2 separate regions of the Gasterosteus aculeatus genome follow, and region 2 is linked to region 1. Evidence: chromatin contacts called from public Hi-C data. All regions are on one chromosome and are shown on one strand. The core of a region is the stretch at or near the end of the contact, and the rest is flanking DNA. Distances in the headings are between cores, read along the strand shown.

Region 1 (3,493 bases), core at 699-3,198:
TGCAGGTGAGACGTGCACACAGGAGAAAAACGCTCCCGTGTCCAGCGGCGCGACCTCCTCGCCTCGAGTCACTTCTATCTGGTGTGCAAATCACCGAGGGCAGCGGGAATAAGGGGGTGTTTGGGGGGTGGATGGGGAGGGGGGACGGGGGACGGGGGACGGGTCGCATAAACGGTGGTGATGTGGGGCAAAGATTACGACTCTCCGCTGTTCAAAAGTTTCTGACACTACCCAGTTCGGCGACCCGGTTTAAAGTTAACGGTCCTGCGGCGTGACGCAGATCGTTGAGCGCTGCGCTCGGAGCGCGTGTGCAAACCAGGAGAAGTGAGGAATTAATAATGTACTTGCCTTATCGCGGGTTGCTTTCATGCAGGCAGAAAGCCGCTCCTCGGTTTACCGCCGTCGCCGGTGCTTCTTCTTTTAATGTCCGACTGTCCACTTTCTCCCTCTTGCTCTCCTCTGGCCGTCTCCGGGCTTTGCACTGGTGCCCCTATAGCCCGCTCCCATTCGCTGCGCCTCGCGTTCTACTCGCATCGAGCGGAGCCCCGTTTCCAATCTGCCGAGTTAAATCTTAATGATACACTCACTGGAGGGGGGGAAAAAAAATCTTTGTCCGATTTAATGTTATTGGTTTCACCTTTTCGAGGAGCTGGAGATGTGGCCGGGGAGTTTTAGCGGAGTGTCCGAGACAGGGACGGGAGAGAGAGCTCTTGAATACTTAAAAAACAACCCATCCCTCCTATGCGCTTTGAAAGGGGGCACTTGCATATTTAGGCTCTCTTATACCTGCTAATTTCTTAGCTTGGTTGAAGCTTGTTTACAACAACTTGGTTTATTTGTACGACATACGGTTTGTATTAGGTAACGATTAGTCTTTTACAGTATAGTGTTAATACACTGTTTTTGATAACGACTAACGCACATCTATTTAACTGTGTGTTCCATCTAAATCACATCCAGTCAAATAAATGGTACATTTTGGGGACTAACAATATTTCAATTAAAAAAAAACTACTTTATTCATTGTTGTCCATAACAGGTTTTTTCTATGTCATTCGACCTGAACATCAAAGGGATGCTGTTTTGAGAAAGTAAAATAATAGAAGGGGAAATGGTACGCAAAACGTTTCTTATTTCATTTCTAAAATCAACTTTTATGTTTTAAAAATTCATGTTTGATGACTCGTGCATGCATTAATATATATGGTTGTAATTGTACAATGTACGCTAGATGGCAGCGCGATCCAGACATTTTTTAGTTCGAGGTGGTAAGCCTGCAGAAACCGTCACACAAAAAGCCGGAATCCCCATGTAAATTCCATGCAACTTTGCATGATTTTGAATTACTGTCATTATTAAGACATAATATGACACCAGCTCAGTGATTGTGAAGACTATAGGACCTCAGTAATTATGGAATATTGCTTATTACTCGGTCTAATTTTAGAGATTTTCGACCGCTCGCACGACGTCCCGTTTGTATAACACATTGTCTTTTCTGCATTATTTTCCCTGTTGGCATTTTGTTAACCTTCATATCTAGTTTTAAATACATTGTAAGTTTTAATCGGCGAGACTGTGCCGGTTATAGACGAGGGTGTACCGCAATGCGCATGCCAACGAGGCAACAATGTGTGGGCATTTCAATTCGCTTCGAAATAATACCGGCACCCGTTCATTTTATAATAAAGATACGAGTCTAAGACAGACCATTTTGAAACTTCGGGGGAATTTCTGAGCCATAGTCCCCTTTTCGCCGTTGCGCCTAGTTTTTGGACTATTTGTCGTGCGTAAAAAAGCTTTGTCCCCTTTTGCCTTTAGCCCGCTTTTTCTGCTATTCTATTCAGGGTTTCTTCCTCTTTTTGGTGACAATAGACGGCCCATACTAATCAGGTTTCAAAGTAAATAGCAGCGCGGGGCGAGCTCAATGTAAATTGTGCCTGTCAAAGCCCCCCAGCCCCTCCAGCCGTAGATTGCAACACTGCAAAAAATATCCATGCCCAGACATTAGTCTGTTCAGTATTGAGTCGGAAAATCTTGAATTTACCAAAAGAGGAGACTGGATCTTCCATCAACGTGAGATGCTCCCACTTGTGCCATGCAATGCTAATCAAGCCGTCAATGTAAATGTTATTACATCGATTGTTCATTTACAAAGGGGATATCCTTGTGTACTTGGCTTTATTTCATTGTATTGGCACCTGTAAAATGAAACGCGATAGCGGTTGGAAACAAGCGGATGCGCGTAATCGGCACTTGGCTATTTTGTACTGTGTTTAATAAGAAATATAACATTTAAAGATTTGAACACGGGACCGGATGACTTGTCGAGATGGACATTTTTTGCAGTGAATGAACAGAGGGGGACTCTAACCAATAGAAAGAAAGAGAGGGCTTGGCTATAACCTTAGCCTCCCATTTTCTCTCTCTCCCTATCTCCCCCCTCTCCTCCTATCCTCCTCCTCTATGCAGGGCTCTGGCCAGTCAGTCGCCTTTGATTATCAGTCTCCAGCAGCCCCTCTCTTGGCTCCTTGACACGAGCACCATATAAGGCGCAGCGATCTCCATAGAAACGTGTCAGTTTCAATAGTAGTGTCAAAGTTCACTATATACAGACATTCGCGCAGATCCCTCGTTTCGGAAACATTGCTCTGCTGGTCCTCCCGTTTAAGCGCATTCATTTTTTGGGTCTCTCCTTCTTCTTGCATATTCTATTAGTTGTTGCTGTTGGTCTTCTTTTTTTTCATCTTTTCTCGTCGTATCTCCATTCCTCCTGCTGGAGAGAGGTGAAACTATACATGGGCACTTCATTCGGCGACGCGGTTTGCTTTTGCTGCTGGGCGCGATGATGAGGCTTATTTAAGAATATAGATGTGAAAATCCGGCTCTTCAGTTTTTTTCCCTCCACTCCTTAAACGACGAAGACGGGAGTGTAAAGGAGCAAGGGGAAGAAAGGAGAAAGGAATTTATCTCCGCAGCACTTTGGATCGCGTGCCTTTCCAGCAAAAGGTTTTTTTTTCCTCCCTCGTTCCTGCGTCCATGTGAATCGCTCCTGCCGTCTCTTTGTGGCTATTTTGTATCAAACTGCAATTTGCTACGACCGGACTCTGCTTTTCACAAGATTAGGGATTCCTGAATGGCTGACTGCGATTTACCTTGGAACTGGCCTCCCGATACTTGCAAATCCTGATCGGGTGCCTTTTCAATCCCCCTGTATTTTGATTGCATCGATCGCGTTCTACTCTCATTCTTACCCCGTATGAGATTGCGTGCTTCGATTTGACTTTGCACTGCCCCGTCCTTTTGAGATCCCGTCTCTTCTTTTTTTTCTCCCCCTTCAACGCTTCGTAAACACCGGCGATCATTTCGCTTTATAGCACTTTCCGGGGCCGAGATATGGCAATGGTAGTTAGCGTCTGGAGAGATCCGCAGGAAGACGTGGCCGGAGGACCTCCGAGCGGTCCGAACCCCGCGGCGCAGCCGGCGAGGGAGC
Region 2 (3,493 bases), core at 337-2,836, 330 kb after region 1:
CAAAGAGTTAAGCTGGAAGAACTCATTTATTTGTGGGAATAAAATCTATTAGAGAGAAATGCAACCAAAAAAAACATGTATTTTTATATTAGTATACAAAGATTTTTCATGATTGCTAAAAGCAGCAAATACAACTAATGCTGAGAAATTAAATCCATTTCCAAAACTGTAACATATTTATCAGATTCAAGTACCTGAAATCCATTACTAAAAATATGAACAATGAACAAAAGAGATCTTGGGAGGGGGAGAATAAAAAACAAGTGCTCTTTGTCAGGTTTACAGTGCAAGGTTATTGTGAATATAAGGTTCACCAGCCCCTCAAGTGTGTATGCAGTTCAGCCGCTGCCGGAGTAGTTTGTAGGACGCTAAACTGCAGACACACACATTTGCATTTGCTCTGTGATCCGATCGTCTTTCTCTCACTCACACACACACACACACACACACACACAAACACACACACACACACACACACACACATCTGAACAGCAATGAAAACAAGCCTTCACAATTGCACTGTTAAACATTTTTTATTTTTTCCACATTTCATGTAAAGTTTTAAAGGCTTGATTCCAGTCTTTGGAATAGAACTGAAACTTTGTGTAAAATGAACTGACAGTGTAAACGAAGCAAGAGCAGACAGCAATTGAACATTCAAAATGTCCAGTGCATTTGCATATTGCTCACAGCTAAATGTATTTTTCAAATAAACCTGAATGGCCTTGGTGCAACAACAAAATCTCCCAAAGGATTGAACTCTTTCTCCGTCTCTCTCAGGCTCAACTTCACTTTCTGAAATACAAAGAGTCTCTCTGATACAACTGTGTAGGAGAATTGGCAAGAAACTATTCAATAATTCATATTTGTATACTAATAAGCCAAACAACAATTTCCCTTCAAATAAAAGAAGAAGCTGTTAGGACTGTGTAGGCTCAACAACAGAAACTTGCATACAGACAAACACATGCTTACACACTACAAAATTAAACCATTCTAAAATGATCCCACAAATCTTTCTACAAATTAGTATAATTTGCAAATCTGTAACACTGATTAGCACTGGAATAATCCGTAACCAAACGACGTGCAGACGCGTCTTCAGTCAAACAAAACAAGGAGCTCACTTGACTTAAACCTATTCTGGTGGAAGCTATTAATACCTGCACACTAACAAAAATCTTCATGCAGATGCACACTGTGCGCTCCGGCTATAAATACGCTTTACATCTATTGTACGGTAAATCATTTTAGTGCCTGGTCCTGTGATCGCTCACTGTATCATTATCACACAACAAATGAATTTCTCCTCTCTATCCTGATGTTTATGTGAAACCTTAATACCCTCTTTTATGTTTAAAAAAACATTGCTTTTTTTTTTCTCTCCCTCTCCATTTGCCCGAGGTTGTTTAACCTGCCGTCCCCCCTTCATTCCTTCTCCATTTTGTTATAGTAGCTGAGGGCGAAGTTTTGACAGGCAGCGAGAGGAACCGGACACCCAGGCTCAGCAGTGGCCAGCTCTGCCCCATCTCCGTGCCCCCCGGCTGGGTAATAGGGGCCCTGCAGTGCCTGGACCTTTCCACCAGGACCAGGCGATCCCTGCCACCCCCCCATTGCTTGCTACACAAGATAGCGGGTTCTCCGCCTGGGGAAGAGGGAGTGGGAAGCCGCCTGCTGTGGATGTCAGCGACCAGAGAGGCGGAGGGGGGGACGCAAGAATAAAAAACGTTGTGAATAGAAGTAAAAAAAAAAAAAAGCTAAATGAAGCCCCAGATGTAGTCTACGTGAACAATCTGTCCCCGTGGAATACATCAATGGACGACTCTGTGTGGTCAGAGACGCATTGAGAGGTGGTCTGTGATGGATCACGGTATCTGAACATGAGGCATGCCCGCCTCTTACTTCAGGCTGCTGGATTCTAACCGGTGTGTTAATGTAAAACATGCATACGAAGAGTTCGTTATCTTTCTCTGTATATGTACTTCTCTATTATTTGAATCATGCAAACTCCAACTTATTTTTGAGAGCATGTAAATAAGTGTAAATTCTATTAGTTTGCGAAACAAAATACTTTTCCATATTTCTCTATTCTCTTACTACTATTGTAATGATATTAGTTGATATAGTAGTGAATAATGATTTTGACAACAAAACCAGTAGCAGCGATTTTCCCTTTAAACTATTTTATTTTCTATCATCGTTTCTTCTTTAAGTGATTTGCACGGACTTTGGTGAAACATACTTCAATTTCTAACAACATCACTATTTAACTGTCATTAAACAGAGTAAAACAATATTTTCCACTGACAAAACTGCAAACCATTTCAAATATACTTAAAGGCTGCATTTGAACTGGGAATTTGAAATTAAAATGAGACGTATAATTAAAATAGACAATTAAAAAGTAAAACCGTGGCAGTACAACTAGTACAATTTCTGGCTAAAATACCAACACACAGAAGCAGCACACTCATTTATTCTGACATGTCTCTGAAGTTGAATTTTAGCGAGGTTAATATCTTTGCTGCTTTCTCGTAATATTAAGAAATCCCCCCAAACACATGAAGATATTTGAAAATGTTAACAAAACAGAAAAGTCAAAATGATTTATTCAAGCACGCGTTGCGGCGGGTTGAGAGTTGCATCTTGCACTATTTGTTTCAAAACACAGCCCGTGTCCTTACGGCTCCGAGCCGCGGCACCGTGGGAGGGTAATACTCAGTACTTTGGCTTACATTAACCACACACCGGGCTAACTTTCCCCCTGCTCTGTCTCAGTGGAGTGAAACTGAAGTTTGGATTTCAGAGTTCCCCTTTATCTTCCTTACATCAACTTCCATGCTGGCACTAAGTGTTGCCAGATAGCGACTAGAAGTCCTGTTAAGTTCTGGAGAAGGAGAGAGGGAGGGAGTCTGTGTCCTGTTAAGTGAATGGACTTCCCCAGCATTCTGTGGTGCTAGACTGCCCCCTGCTGGACTCCTGCAGCACAAAGCTCTGCTGCACCGTTAATGCTGTTCATCCGATAAAAAGCGTGAATGACGAAGCCTGATGTGTCAAAGCCAATCATTTTGTATAACATGAAAAAAAATCAAAACAAATCTTCGCATCCGCTATTTTATTGCTGCGGTATTGAAACTGCACACGGGGACCTATTAGAAGAAAGAACGCAGAGTCCCTGACATCTCAACGAAAGGCCTCCCGCATTTTCTGTCGAGTCTTTATCTCTGGTGATGAAACTCCAACTTGGTATTCTCTGTTAGTCCTGCCAATATATTTCAACTATCATTCATTTCGCAAATCATGAGAGCAGTCAAATGTAAAAGTATATCTTTCAAAGCTGTCCCTTGCTGTGGGCAAAGACGAACTCCCGACTTTAAAACTTTTAAAAGTTAGACAGGTTCTTTGAAGAGGAGTCAAAGGAGCAATTTAAAGGGACCTGGAGTGGTTTGTACCTCTGCCTGCTATGGTGTCTCTGCACTGTGCGTGCGTGTAT

The links. A called contact is a pair of places that touch in the nucleus more often than the background predicts.
Region 2: a contact with region 1 is called in a Hi-C map of skeletal muscle, with 2.7 times the contacts expected there. The contact joins the enhancer-like site here to the promoter of nr2f1a in region 1. A contact is called at or near these places in 3 of 6 Hi-C or Micro-C datasets (skeletal muscle, tail fin and whole body).

What each region holds. Positions count from the first base shown.
Region 1 is chr13:12,741,715-12,745,207 of fGasAcu3.hap1.1, forward strand. It overlaps nr2f1a (nuclear receptor subfamily 2, group F, member 1a), which reads left to right and starts at 1,949. Exons shown (of 3, transcript XM_040195739.2): 1 at 1,949-3,493. The coding sequence starts at 3,397. It overlaps LOC120830818 (a long non-coding RNA gene), which reads right to left and starts at 741. Exons shown (of 4, transcript XR_013452118.1): 1 at 638-741; 2 at 349-556.
Region 2 is chr13:13,075,110-13,078,602 of fGasAcu3.hap1.1, forward strand. All of the region lies in intron 14 of LOC120831244 (multiple C2 and transmembrane domain-containing protein 1), which reads right to left. Among protein-coding and RNA genes, the nearest start is that of LOC120831247, 54 kb to the right of the region's middle. Within about 2 kb of position 1,587, at least 1 of the 9 cell types and tissues checked has open chromatin away from gene starts, as enhancers often do.